Linked DNA regions of Mus musculus: region 1 is linked to region 2. A link is a contact called in public HiChIP or PLAC-seq data. All regions are on one chromosome and are shown on one strand. The core of a region is the stretch at or near the end of the contact, and the rest is flanking DNA. Distances in the headings are between cores, read along the strand shown. Region 1 overlaps Exoc2 (exocyst complex component 2). Region 2 holds the start of Irf4 (interferon regulatory factor 4).

Region 1 (6,477 bases), core at 1,179-3,678, 120 kb after region 2:
TCTTCAGAGCAAGTGGGTTTTTCTTGCTTGACACCATGAAAATGAGAGCTTCGGCACACGGCACACAGTACAGCCAGTGGGTGTCCACATCGCTTTACTCTAGTCACTGCAGCCACAACTGAATAGTTTCAAGACACTCAAGAAATAATTTTTTTAAAGCTCATACTGCTGAGTGGTCAAAAAGCCTACTGCTTATTCTGCGCTCTCCCCGGGCCTTCATATTACCTTTCTCTGTGATTCAGACACAGACTGGAAAAGAGATCAAAAACCTCCCTTTATATTAGTTTCATTTTGCTTCTTAATAGTATAAAGTAAAGCAACATAATTTCTGCTTATTATTTCACAAAAACTTAAATGTCAAACATTGCTTCTTTCATATGCAATTCTTAATGACATCACATATCATTAAGGGCAAAAACAATAAAGTTCTTCATATGTACATACAGTCACGTTACGATTTTTCTGAATAAAAACAAAGCCTCCTCCCCCTTGCACAGATCTTGTAATTATGAACATGAAAGCTTTCTGGAAATAAACTAGACATTCAACCTCAAAGCCTCAAGTCACAACATTTATCAGCAGGATGATTAATCTTTACGAAAGGCAGGAAAACAAGACAGAGCCACCCACTCTGACATTTTCATTTATTTAAAAAAAAAAAACCCAAGCCAGTTTACGAACTGGAAGCATCATTTATAAAAAGTAGATCGTCCACTGAGAGTAAACTCTGATTATATGATTGACAAGATGATTATCTTTCTTCTTTTCTTCACTGAGAAAAGTATGCTGGCATTAGACAGTGGCTCAGTTTTACCCAGAAATCTGATAAACTTTGCTCAGGAACTAGCCAACCTTTAGCAACAAGGAACTTCTTTTTTTTTCCTCTCTCTCCCTTTCTGCTTATTTGAAAAACTATAAACAAGACAGCAAACATTCTAAAGCACAAAACTGGTTCCACTGATCTGCATGCACATGCACATTTTTGCCTACATCCAGCAGGTGGAGCGCGAAGCAAGCAAAAGTTGTAGTGAAGTCAGGAAGGAAGGAAGGAAGGAAGGAAGGAAGGAAGGAAGGAAGGAAGGAAGGAAGGAAGGAAGGAAGGAAGGAAGGAAGGGCCAGCCTCAGGAGAACAGGGTGTGCTTAAGCAGACAGGCTAAGGGAGGGCTGCAGTCGGGAAGAGAAGACAGGAGGCAGAGGTTGGATCAGCAGGAAGTGATCCCTTGCAGTTAGGATCAGGGTTGCTCTCAGCAGTGCCTCAAGGTTTCTTCCGTCAGGAGTCAATGGGGAAGATTCTTAGATTTAGGTTTGACTTTTTTCTCCTGATTGTCTTGCCTGACCTTTGAACAGACTTTTAGAACAGGGTTAAGTTAACCAGTTCAACCATCAGACAGTTTTGCTCCTGAGTAAAGCAGTGTTACATTAACAATTTAAAGTGAGGAAGGAAATCATTCTCAGATGGGTAGGGTGAAGAGTGAGCATGGGGCCTGGGGAACTGGGGTACAGGGAGGCAAGAGGTGCTGAGACGATAATGTGGCAAAGCGCTGGACTTGCCTACTAACTACAAAGCACTTACCTGTGTTATTTTCTCTATTCCCTGGAAGTTGTGTTTTTCAAAATGTTCTGCTATGTTTAGGAAGGTGTGACGTTCTAAATAGCAGCAATTACTCAGGACTATCAAAAGCCTCTGCTCCTGTAATTCAAACAGACCATAACAAACTTAGACAGTACTGGTGAATTTAAGAGATAATCCTGATCTTGTATTAAGTACAGTGATAGGCTTCTGCCCTTTAACATCAATATCCTATGCCTTGGTTTTCTTGGCTGTGTCCTAAAATTAACACACAGAGAAGCATAACACTGAGGATTTAAACAGGGATTTGGGGTAGAAACTCAACAGTGAAACCTTTTCTGGAATGCTCAAGGCTCTGTGTCCTACTTCCAATATCCTCCAAAGGAAGAGTCAAATGTTCCATTTAACATTTTATGTACACAAAGGCCAAACAAGTTGATATTATGAATAACTACATAAAGTGTAGGAACTATTAGAAAATGGTTTATGAATCATCCACAACTTGAGAGAACATTTTAATGCCATACTATCTATCTGAAGGGCTCCTTGTTCCTTCCTTGGCCCAGTGTCCTGGGGCCCAGTCCCATCCCATGTCCATGCCAGCCTCCCCAAAAGACAGGGAGAGGGGAAGAATGCCTCCTGCTGTTACAGTCTTCAAGGCTCTGTCCACCTAAACAATTCCTTACAAAATTGTTAGACTATAATTGTAGTCTAATGAATACAGTGGATTTTTACAGTTCAGAAGAACTCTATCTGTAAATAAAATTCTAGGAATGGCCCCTGCTCTGCTGCTGCTGTGGTTCACTTCAGGGCAGCCTGGGCCTGAGCTCCTATAAGTGGGAGGCATTCTCTGGAATGGTGACTCATCCAGGGCCCTCAGTGGAGATCCTTGACTAAAACTAAGGCAAAACCACTTTCCAGGAACAGTTCTCACCCACACTTGGTTACTCTTTCTGTGCAGAATCAGAGTAACTTACAGTTAAGTACTCCAGGGGAGAAAATGCAGAAAAACAGAGGTTCTTGCTCTTTGAGGTGTGGGGACTAAAGGATGAACTAAAGTCTCTAAAGTCAATAAGCAAGCAAATCCATCTTCTGGTAATTATATATCTCCCCACTTCTTCATTACAAGTGCCTGTCATTATTTTCAGCACAAAAAGCCAGGCGTGGTGGTGCATGCCTTTAATCCCAGCACTTGGGAGGCAGAGGCAGGTGGATTTCTGAGTTCGAGGCCAGCCTGGTCTACAAAGTGAATTCCAGGACAGCCAGGGCTATACAGAGAAACCTTGTCTCAAAAAACCAATTATATATATATGTACATATGTACGCCTGGCTTTTTGGTCATCAACAGGCATATATAAAGCCTACAACACCATTAAATAGCCCAGAAAAACAGAAGGCTGCTGCTAGGGGCCCTGAAATAACTTTTAGATAGGAAATGGAATATAAAAAAGGCCAGAGGAAGTCATACTGTAAATGACATTATTTTTCTAAAGTGAATATATGGCAGAATGGCAGAGAAACTAAGCTAGCTGGGCATGTGAGGCCATCTTCCCTTCTGCTACCTTCTGTTTTATCCTAACACATTCTTCTCATAGTGCAGGAAGTAAATGACTTTGCAGCAGCTACTCCAAACACACAGAACCCCCTCAATGTCTCAAGTGGCTTCAAGCCTGTCCTTTACCAGTCTTTCATTTAGGATTAAGACTTCCATTCTAGTTGATTGAGTGTGCAAGTCTATCCTGCCCTGTTCCCCCACTGTGCTGACTTGGTTTCTCCATTACAAGACTTCTGGACCCTCTTCAAAGTGAGAACTACTTCAGTAATCTAAAGACTAACTCTCAGCAAGTACATTTTGTTTGTGTATGTTATATTGAACATTACATGAAAGTGGGAAGAAAACAGAATAACAAGAATCTAATTCTTAAACTTAGATGGTTAATCTGAAGTTTGTTTGTACCTGGTATAGAGATGTACATTTGACCATAATAGTCTCTGTATATGAAGGAATGAGTCTTATGTAGTACTTCTCTGTACTCCTAGTCAGCACCAGCAATGAACCCTTGAGACTGTGAATAAAGTCTTCTGACTCAAAATCTAGATCTTTTTCAATGTTATCCATTTCCTTCTGAATAATACAACCCTGAGAGGATCTGGGTCCTCTCAGAACACAAGTCAGATCTGATGAGATCCCTCCACTAGGGAAGAACACAGGCACAGATTTTGGAAACAAAGGAACATAACTTGGGAAGTGATGGACAGGTAAGCTGTTGTGAGGAGTGAAAGTGAAAACCCTGGGAGACCGCTGACAACCTGGTGCACCTCCGCACCTCTTGGGAGATGGACATGGAACCACCTTGCTCTCCTCTCTAACTAGAGAAAGATGGGAGGCTTGGAGTAGCCCTCCAAGTCAGGGTGCACACAAATCAGCTAGGACATGGCTGATGGGTTACACAGCGTTTGCTGGGAGCTGGGAAGGGAACAAAGATCAGAACGGTCACTGTGCATTAATAAGGCTCCTTCTGAGAGACCAAGAAAACAAAAGCATAGTTGGGACAGGTGGCTGGTACAGTCTGAGTTTCAAAGGCTCCTTCCTTCAGGTCCATCTCCTCTACCCCACTTTCTTCCTAGATTCACATGGAACAGCTATTTCAATCCACTTCATGGCTTCCCTTAGCTCTTGACACTTGTTCTTACTGTGTTTTGTTTTGTTTTGTTTTTGTTTCCTATAAGCTAGAGTTATCTGGGAAAAGGAACCTCAATTGAGAAAATGCCTCTATCAGATTGCTTACAGGGATTTGGTTTTGGCTTTGTCATATAACCTATGTTCAAATAAAAGAGGGGACTGGGAGGAAAAAAGAAGGCTGGAAGGGCAAATGCCAGGAAGGAAATGTCATGCCTTCTGCTTCCCCACCTGTCCATCCAGGCAACTCTGCAGCAGCAGGAAACAGCCGAGGCACTTTTAACACTCAAGATGCAGGTGCTGTATTGCGTCTGTTTACGTAACCCCAAAATGTATACTGCAGTCACCACAGTGGCCATCTTAACATGGGATGATGTTTCTGGCTCAAGTGACTTAAGCTGACTACCACAGCCACTCCCTTTAGCATGATACACTTCATTCTCTGTGCTTGCCATTTTACTTACTGAAGTCAAACTGAAGTCTTCATGGATGCTTCCAAACAAATCAGGAGAAGAAACATCAACAGAAAGACTAAAGGCAGAAGAGGCAAAACAACAGTCATAATTAAAACTCACACAAAACCAATAACTCCAAATGTTTTGATGAAAATGGCTGTATAACTCTGTAGATTTTCTTTGTACTTAATTATTATTATCATAAAAAAGCACTAAGGACTATCTTTTATTCTGAGCCATATAAAACTTATTTGGGGGCATTCTCAATACTCAACTGACTGCATTATGTTTAAAAATAAACTACTAAATGCCAAAAAACCAAATAATACTCATATAATTAAAATGTTTTTGCCTATCAGAATTCCCAGGGGAAGATTTGAAACCCACTTTCAGATTTGAAACCTACTTAAAGGTGAGCTAAGAAATTAGTTTATAACTCAAAAGCAATCAAAAACATAATAAGATCTAAGGGGAGAACAGACTAGCTAACCCATTAATTAATTACCAATTTAACAGAATCATAAGTAACACCTTAACAGAATTTTTCGTTAACTTGATTGACTTGAATTCGTATGTAAGTCTAACATGATGAAATAGCAAATAATATGCTAAAATAGAAAAAAATAGAAATAAAATAAAAAGATACCGATCTAGAAAGAGTTGAAATATAAACAAATGGTAATTAAAATAGCACTAACTGAAATAAAGTATATTTGAATAAATATGGCAGAAGAGAAAGTTCAGAAATGCCTGCAATACGCCTTAGAATGTGTATGAAACAGGAATTTTAGCAAAGTAACAAGAAAAGATTGATTGGGATAATAAGTCTCATAAAAAAAAAGTCAAGTCAAAGAAGACCTGGGAAAGGGGAACAAGGTCAGGTAGGGGTGTGGGGTGTGGTAGGGGATGGGGGGACCCTCTAGAAAATGCCAGAGACTCAGGAGATGAGAGGCTCTAAGGACCCAATGGGGATGACCTTAGCCAAAATACCCAACATTGAGGAGAGGGAATTCGAAGAATCCACCTCCAATAGTTAGACAGGACCTCAAGTGGAGGGACAGGGCTACTAACCCACAGTCAAAATTTCTGACTCAGAAGTGTTCCTGTCTAAAAGAACTGTAGAGACAAAAATGGAGAAGAGACTTGGGATTCATCTCATGTGAGGGCACCAAGGCCTGACACTATTACTGATGCTATGATGTGCTTACAGACAGGAGCCTGGCATGGCTGTCCTCTGAGAGGTCCTACCAGCAGCTGCCAGAGACAGAAGCAGATACTTACACCCAGTCAATGGTCTGAAGTCGGGGACCCCTATGGTTGAATTTGGGGAAGGATTGAAGAATCTGAATAGGAGGGCAATCCCATAGGAAGACCAGCAGTATCAACTAACCTGGACTGCTGGGAGCTCCCAGAGACTGAGCTACCAATCAGGAGCATAGAGGGGCTAGGTCAAGGCCCCTGGCACAAATATAGCAGAGGTCTGCCTGGTCAGGCCTCAGTGGGAGAAGATGTGCTTAATCTTCGAGAGACTTGAGGCCCCAGGGAAGGGGAAGGCCTGTAGAAGGGGGAGTACTCTCTCAGATGCAAGTGGGGAGAAGGAATATGATGAGGAACTGTGGAAGGGGGGAATGAGTGGGGGACAATGACTACAATGTAAATAAAAAATAAAGACAAAAAGAAAAAAAAAAAGACCTATAAGCATTAAAAATGTGGAATTGGGGAGATAAGCATGGTATACTGGCTAGTTTTGTGTCAACTTGACACATCTGGAG
Region 2 (7,231 bases), core at 515-3,014:
CTTATTGCTTGCATTCACCTCACTGTTAAACTATCACTTCTGGGGGATCCACACAACGAGCGAGCGAGTAAACCAGAAGATGGCGTTGAAGATTAGTAATCATATCTTTTAAACAAGATAACCATGTGAAGTCTCAAAAGGTTTCTTGTAATGACTGTTGTTTAAACTTCTGAAAACAGAGGATGTAGATTGGCTGAGGAAAATGTTGAAACCGCCTAAGTCAAGGTAGAAGACACGTGTGTCTAAGTGAAAAAAAGAAAAAAGAAAAAAAAAAAAAACCAAAAACCTCGGGTTGGCTGCTTCTGTCCTTAGTCTGTGCACGCTTTGAAGAAATGTAATTCCTCAGCAGCAAGGCTGTGCTATCTGAAGCTACAATCTCTGCTTTGCTCCGAGGTGTGTCTCTGGTGACCGGGATAGTTCCCGACAGACAGAAGGTGTTCAAAGAATATTTTTGAATGAATGAAACCCCAAAGGAAGAAGAGGGGAAAATGGGTGTGACCAAAATTTTCTTTGAACGAAACTCTGTTGTTTACTACCAGGGCTCTGACAATGGAAAACTAATTGGGGTGAAAGAACGACATGGCATCCTGTTAATTTCTGAGAAAGCCTGTTGATGTTAGGAAAAAAAAACATGCCGGTGGGCATCTCTGCACCAGTTTTCCTGTGGCCAAAATCAGATGTTTCTCCTAAAGTCCAGAACCCAGGATGGAAGATTAAAAGAAAAACTGAGAAACATGTGAAATGAAAAAGTTGTCAAATCTTTACAAACGCTCCAAGTTGACCTGTGGTGGTGGTAATCTAAAATGATACAGAAACTGGTAGTCTGCTTGCTTACCTGAAAACACCAAGATAACATATAAGCTCCAGGCATCCAAGCTGAGCTGGAGAAAGTCAGCGGCAAAAGCTCATGGAGTTTACATATGAAGGTCAAAGAAAACACGAAAATAAAGTAAAACCTTCAGTCAGCCTAGCTGTTCTATTTGGGGCATTGGTACCTCACCGGCAACTGCCTCCCACGAGGCTGAGGTTAAAATTATCATTTTAAGGTGAATTGACATCCGGAAGCGCGCTAACTACCTGAGTACTCAGGGATCCCCCATCTCTTTTATGTTGCCATGATTGAAACTTTGGGGACTGTGCTTGTCTGAGTCATCTCAATTCGTCGGTTTCATTCACCCAACATGTATAAGCGTTTCAAACACAGTATTTGGGCCACGGCTTATAAACTTGCCTTTCTATTTTTCTTTTTAGTGAGCGTGATATTCTCTAAACGCTCAGAGAGACAAGACTCCGCTTTGCCCAAGGATGCTCCCGACCTCTCTCAGTCTATCTCTTCTGTCACATGCTGTGAGAACCAAGTTCCCTGTGCTCCAGACTCTCCATCACTTCCCAACCTGGCCATGAGCAGTTAGTAGTTATCAGCTATGCTCAGTGCAGATTCCAGTATCCCCTTTGCATGCCTCCACCTTCACAGGAACGGGCCATACCGACTTGTCCCATCCGGTTGAGGATTTCTGAGTACATCAGAGTCCCCAGCCCCCTCCACAGGAGGAGCTGAAGAAAGCCAGGGTTTGTCTGAAGTGGGACAGCCCTTGACCCGGTGGGCTCTAGTCCGAAGCTCCTGTTCCTGCGGGACACCCAGGCACAAGGCAGAGGTGGGGGGCGGTCCTGGGTATGGGCAAGCCACGCCCTCTCAAGGCGGGGCCGAAGCGCCCGCCCTGCACTCCGCCTCCGGCTCTATAAAGTTCCTCTTTCTCACCTCACTTTCCTAGTTTCACCACTTGAACTTGGGACCCTTTGCTGCCCTCAGCTAAGAGTGCGGGTGAGGTAAGGCCTGTAGTCGGGCAGAAGGAGGAGTGTGAGGCTGGTGGCAGAGGAAGCCTGGCTTCCATCTCTGAGCCTGAGGGAGAATGCTGAGATAGCGGACCCAGGCTCCGCTCATCTACGCTGCCCTAGGACCTGTGCACTTCGGGTTTTGTATGAAGCTGTTTGGGTGGGAGTTCCAGAACATCCCCCACGGGCTGGGCGGGACGAGCTAATGGGACTGTGGTGTCATCAAAGGATCGCACTGGCCACAGCTTGTCCTCAGAGGGACAGCCTCTGACTCTCTCTGCTCCAGTGGAAAGCTCCTTTCCAGCCCTGGTTCCTAAAGGACCCAAACTCATCTAGGGCTCCAGAGCGTGATTCCTAGGCCGGGCAGCCAAGAAGAGCTGAGAGCTCCAAACTTAGGGTGCTCAGAGCCCCTTTCCCCGCATGCCCCTTCTTCACTTCTCTGGCAAGAGTGCTAGTGTTGCTGTCCGCAGCACCCCTTATTCCCAGCCTCGGCTTCATTCCTGCCAGGGTTCACGCTGACATTCTGCAGGTTGGAATCTCCTGTTTCTTGGCTGCGCTGCTTGCCCCATAACCAGACTTCCACTTGTTGCTTCCAGGACCCACGTGATGGTCTCTGGTTGGGTAGGCCTGGGGTTATTCCGAGGACAAAGTAAGGGTGTCATAGAAGAAAGTCAAGAGAGTAAGCTAGGTACCGCAAACCTGCATGGCAGGGACACAGGACCTGGACAAGGGCTAGTCCATGTGCCAGGTCCTTTTCGCCTGGGGCAGCCAGGGCAACCTAAACCCAGGAAGGGGCAAGTGTAGAAACAGTGAGGGAAAAGTGGGATGAAAGCTACTTGGATCCAGCACAGAGGGACGAGTGAGCAAAGTGAGCGCCCCAGCGTGGCGCAAGACTTGGGATCTGCAGAGAAGCTGTGTAGCTAGGAGCTTTCAACGGAGCGTGTTAATGTAAATGTAAATGAAGAAATTACCTAATTTTTTTAATAAAAGAAAGAACAGACAGGCAAAAAAAAAAGGAGGAGGAGGAGGAGGAGGAGGAGGATGGTGCGCGCCAAGGGATGCTCTCTATACCTTCGTCAAAGTACCTTCTCTTGGGGGACTTCGGAGACTCTGGCACTGCACCCGAGCACCTTGGCAGCCTCAGAGACTCGGGGCCTCGTGGGCACTGCAAGAGTTTGGGACGGGGCTTCCTCCCGCCTCCAAAGTGATGCGAAGGTAGTTGCAGGGAATGTGTGTCTCTCCTCAGCGCACAAGCCCAGGAGGAGGTCCGCACGCGTCATGAACTTGGAGACGGGCAGCCGGGGCTCAGAGTTCGGCATGAGCGCAGTGAGCTGCGGCAATGGGAAACTCCGACAGTGGTTGATCGACCAGATCGACAGCGGCAAGTACCCCGGGCTGGTGTGGGAGAACGAGGAGAAGAGCGTCTTCCGCATCCCGTGGAAACACGCGGGCAAGCAGGACTACAATCGTGAGGAGGACGCTGCCCTCTTCAAGGTTAGCAGCATTCAGGGATCCCTGGGCAGGGGTGGGGGTGGGGATGGGGAATCTGAAAGCTCTGAATGTCTGTGGCTCCCGGGCAAGGGACTAAGAGGTGGGCTCCTGCAAGGAGGAGGCCAGAGCATCAAGCATTGGACCCTGCTTAGGCAAAGTCCCCAGGAGAAGGGAAAGAGGTTGCAAACTCTCCGGGGATTGCATACACAAGAAACCAGGTCCCAATACTGTTTGTGTGGAGGAAAGAACTTCCAGCTTCAGGGGCATCTCTGGGGGACCGAGGTTCCGTTTGCATAGCCCATTCGCTGTTTCCTGCCACCACCACCGACTGCTAGGGCCACTCTCTGCTTCCCTGTCTCTCTGTGTTTTGTTATTTTTCTGAGTTTCTCTCTCTGGGTTTTGTTTCTTTGATTGGGCACCTCTACTGTCTGGTTCTAGTTCTAGAAGCTGCGATCTCTGATTTTCTTTCTTTGAGTAGCTTTGACTATTCCGAGTCTTTCTCTGGTATCCCCCTCCGACCCCGTGTGAGTCCCTTAGGACTGATGTCCCCAGAGAACTGGCTCACTGAACTGTGAAGCCCCCAGCCTCCACCTGCCAGCAGGCCGAGGAAGGGGACTTCCTGCGGGAATTTGTTCAAAGTACCTCTGTGATTTTGTAGATGTCCTCTCTGGGGCCTGCCCCCTCCACAGCTCTGTCCCCAGTCTTGCCCACACTTGATTCAGGCGCTGGGCGTGTACAGCCCATACTAGGGGTCTCAGGACCCCACTAACATCATGTTCCACATTTCAGGCAACAGCAAATTTGAAACAGTAACCTTCCTTGCTGAAATGCAATCCATAGAATTCTTTTGACGCTCTGGGCTTGACTTTTCTTCTCATCGTTCTTAGGCTTGGGCATTGTTTAAAGGCAAGTTCCGAGAAGGGATCGACAAGCCAGATCCTCCTACTTGGAAGACAAGATTACGATGTGCTCTGAACAAGAGCAATGACTTTGAGGAATTGGTCGAGAGGAGCCAGCTGGATATCTCTGACCCATACAAGGTGTACAGGATTGTTCCAGAGGGAGCCAAAAAAGGTAAGGGGTTTTCCCAGCCCAGGTGGCAGGATAAAGGCATTATGGCACTCAGAGAGCCCTTCTTCCTAGAGACAGTCACGTCCTACCTCTGCTGTAGGTTAAGCCCAGATGTCCTTTTGCCCATGTCCTCTCTGTTATAAGTGACAACCCTGTGGTGTTAGTATAGGATGACCTGGCAGACTTTAAGCCCCATGGGTGTGTGGGTTATGCACTTGAAGGCATTATTTTCAGTTACTCCATTCAATTAGGATCTGGATCAAATTTCCAAACAAAATCTGGAAAATCCATTAAATGTTTACTTACCTAATATCCTCTAGTAAGCATTTTCAAGAGGAGAAAGCACATCCCACACCCCATACATATTCACACTTCTTGTAATAAAACTGCTAGAGTTTCTGGTTTAACATGGCCTGCTAGGGTGGTTATGAATATTCAGATCTTGAGTTCCCTCTCTTCCAACTAGTCTACCTCAAGCAGTGCTCAGGAATCTGCATTTGGTTCCAACCATACAGGATGCCTTAACTAGGTACCATCTCACAACCAGAAACCACTTGGTGGATCACAGGGATCCTGGGTGGTGTTTCCTTCCCTGGCTGTCACTCACAAGTCAGCAAATGTTTAATCAGTTTAATGGCAAAGACAAATATCTCTCTAAGAAATTGCTTGAAAAACAAACAAACAAACAAAACAAAACAAACCTAAAATACCCGATTGGTTAATAGGGCTATGCATTCTAAGAATTAAGTGCATAGGTACTTTTATAAGATTTAAGTCAGTTCCTTGTCTTACTCTGTGTTCTCTCTTCCTTTTCCCCAAACACACAGGAGCAAAGCAGCTCACTTTGGATGACACACAGATGGCCATGGGCCACCCCTACCCCATGACAGCACCTTATGGCTCTCTGCCAGCCCAGGTATGTGGTAGACTCTTGGTCTTGTGGAAGGCTGGCCCATGCCCTTTTGACTGGCTCCACACAGAGAGGCAAACACAAATGAAAAGTGTAGGGCTGACTTCTTATTTGCTATGGCTAGTACACACGCTGAACAAAAACTTGGTCAGAGAAGGATGTTTCAGTTCCAGTGTGGTGTCACTGTCCCTGACGCCACAGTTTTGTTGGGGAGTTTGATGTGTCCCACCTGTGGAGAGAGGCTTCCACTGATGGTCAGATCTTCTGGGAATCAGACCTTTTGTGGAAGTCAAAGGTTTTGGAAGTAGTACTTTATCATGTGAAACCGCAGAGCAGCTGACTTCTCTAGGCGTCCCTGATGTGAATTACAGTACTGTTTTATTCACTTTGGTGGCTTAAAAAGGGCAGATTTCACTGCGGTATTCTTGGTGCCGTGTTCAGCCATATGATGAAGCCTTACAAAAATCACAGCTTTATACAATGTCCTCATTGTGCTTTCAGACCCTCTATGGCTGTTTTTTACCTAGTGTGATAGACAGTCCATGTCACTTTTTGGGCAAAATGACTTGGCTGCTGGACAAAAAAAGGGGTTCCCTGAGGAGTTTGGGTGATATGAAATGACTCCGACACCCACTGATGTCTTCCTCTTAGCAATCCCTGTGCTCTGTCAGCAGGTTCATAACTACATGATGCCACCCCATGACAGGAGCTGGAGGGATTATGCCCCTGACCAGTCACACCCAGAAATCCCATATCAATGTCCTGTGACGTTTGGCCCACGAGGCCACCACTGGCAAGGCCCATCTTGTGAAAATGGTAAGGATTGTGCCAGGGCAGCAGACAGAAGAACAACCTGAGCTCGGGGTGTGGACAGCACCACAGGGCTTTTCCCTACCATTGAGATACCAGAGACACATCATATGAAGCTGCTACTGTTGTTGTTGTTGTTGTTGCTGCTGCTGCTGCTGGGGTGGTGGGGTGGTGGGGTGGTGGGGTGGTGGAGTGGTGGTGGTGGTGGTGGTTGTGGGGTGTTGGGGTATGTTGCCTTGTCCTGTGAAATGTTGAAGTCCTTAGATCCATGATAGGCCTCAGTCTGTGTGGGGACTTAACTAGAAGACCCCAGAGATCATTCCAAGTAGCTGAAAAGTGCCCCATTTTTAATACATAGAGAAAAACATGGATGACAACAAATTCTCAATGACAGTAATGTCAATTATAAAACTCGTCTATATTTTGTTTTAACTGAGCTATCCCTTATTTCCGATGGTGATTAAGTTGGGGGGTTTGTTGTATCCCACCTATCTCCCTAGTCTGTATCTTTCTACTCTCCTGTAAAGTAGAGAGTTGTACCCAGTCCACCTCAGCAGGAAATCATTGCTAGTTCATGTCTCTTGAATAATAATGAGTCATCTATAGCTGTTCTTGGTACTAAGGAAGGAAGGATCAGAGCGAAAGTAATCCACAAAGTGTCTCTACAAATGAGTGCCCTGCCCGAAAGACCCACAGGGGTCCCCCCATGCTAGCTGGGCTCTCACAGAAGAAACGCCCACTAACCAGACACAAAAAAATTTCACAAACTATGTTCAGTGAGACTTGGGTCCTTTAGTGTTTATTTAGGTGAGTGCACCAAGCTCCACCTCGGGTCCTTTTTTGGCTGTGTATTTTAAGGTAGAGTCTTGCTAAATTACCAAGGCTAGGATCTTCCTGCCTTCAACTCTTGAGTAGCTGGGACTACAATCTTGTTCTAACGGGCTGAACATAAAACAAGTTTTTAGGACTTGCAAGTTCACTGTTTAAATATAAGTCTTGACATGGGTCGCCGTGCGAGTAGTTCTTTTATATTGTTCTGGCAATACTTTCCTTGTGACAATTTCATCAACACCCTCACTCAGTCTGTGCATGCTTACACTAATCTTGCTTTAGTGT

What was found. HiChIP or PLAC-seq counts read pairs in DNA pulled down with a chosen protein or histone mark.
Region 1: a contact with region 2 is called in a BATF HiChIP or PLAC-seq map of CD8 T cells, with 16 read pairs. The contact joins the enhancer-like site here to the promoter of Irf4 in region 2. A contact is called at or near these places in 1 of 39 promoter capture datasets (macrophages), 2 of 15 datasets of contacts at CTCF or cohesin (large pre-B cells and pro-B cells), 8 of 484 Hi-C or Micro-C datasets (the 63-12 cell line, CD8 T cells, Th1 cells and 4 more), 9 of 115 datasets of contacts at active chromatin or transcription factors (the 230-238 cell line, CD8 T cells, Th17 cells and 5 more) and 4 of 9 other capture datasets (adipose tissue, liver, macrophages and 1 more).

The regions. Positions count from the first base shown.
Region 1 is chr13:30,863,258-30,869,734 of GRCm38.p6, forward strand. Exoc2 (exocyst complex component 2) reads right to left here. Exons shown (of 28, transcript NM_025588.2): 21 at 4,715-4,781; 22 at 1,574-1,690. Among named protein-coding and RNA genes, the nearest start is that of Hus1b, 81 kb to the right of the region's middle. Within about 2 kb of position 2,429, at least 23 of the 459 cell types and tissues checked have an H3K27ac peak or open chromatin away from gene starts, as enhancers often do. A contact at or near this core is called in CD8 T cells, Th17 cells and Th2 cells, where this site is marked.
Region 2 is chr13:30,747,469-30,754,699 of GRCm38.p6, forward strand. It overlaps Irf4 (interferon regulatory factor 4), which reads left to right and starts at 1,765. Exons shown (of 9, transcript NM_013674.2): 1 at 1,765-1,827; 2 at 3,080-3,327; 3 at 4,212-4,398; 4 at 5,223-5,311; 5 at 5,977-6,121. The coding sequence starts at 3,112.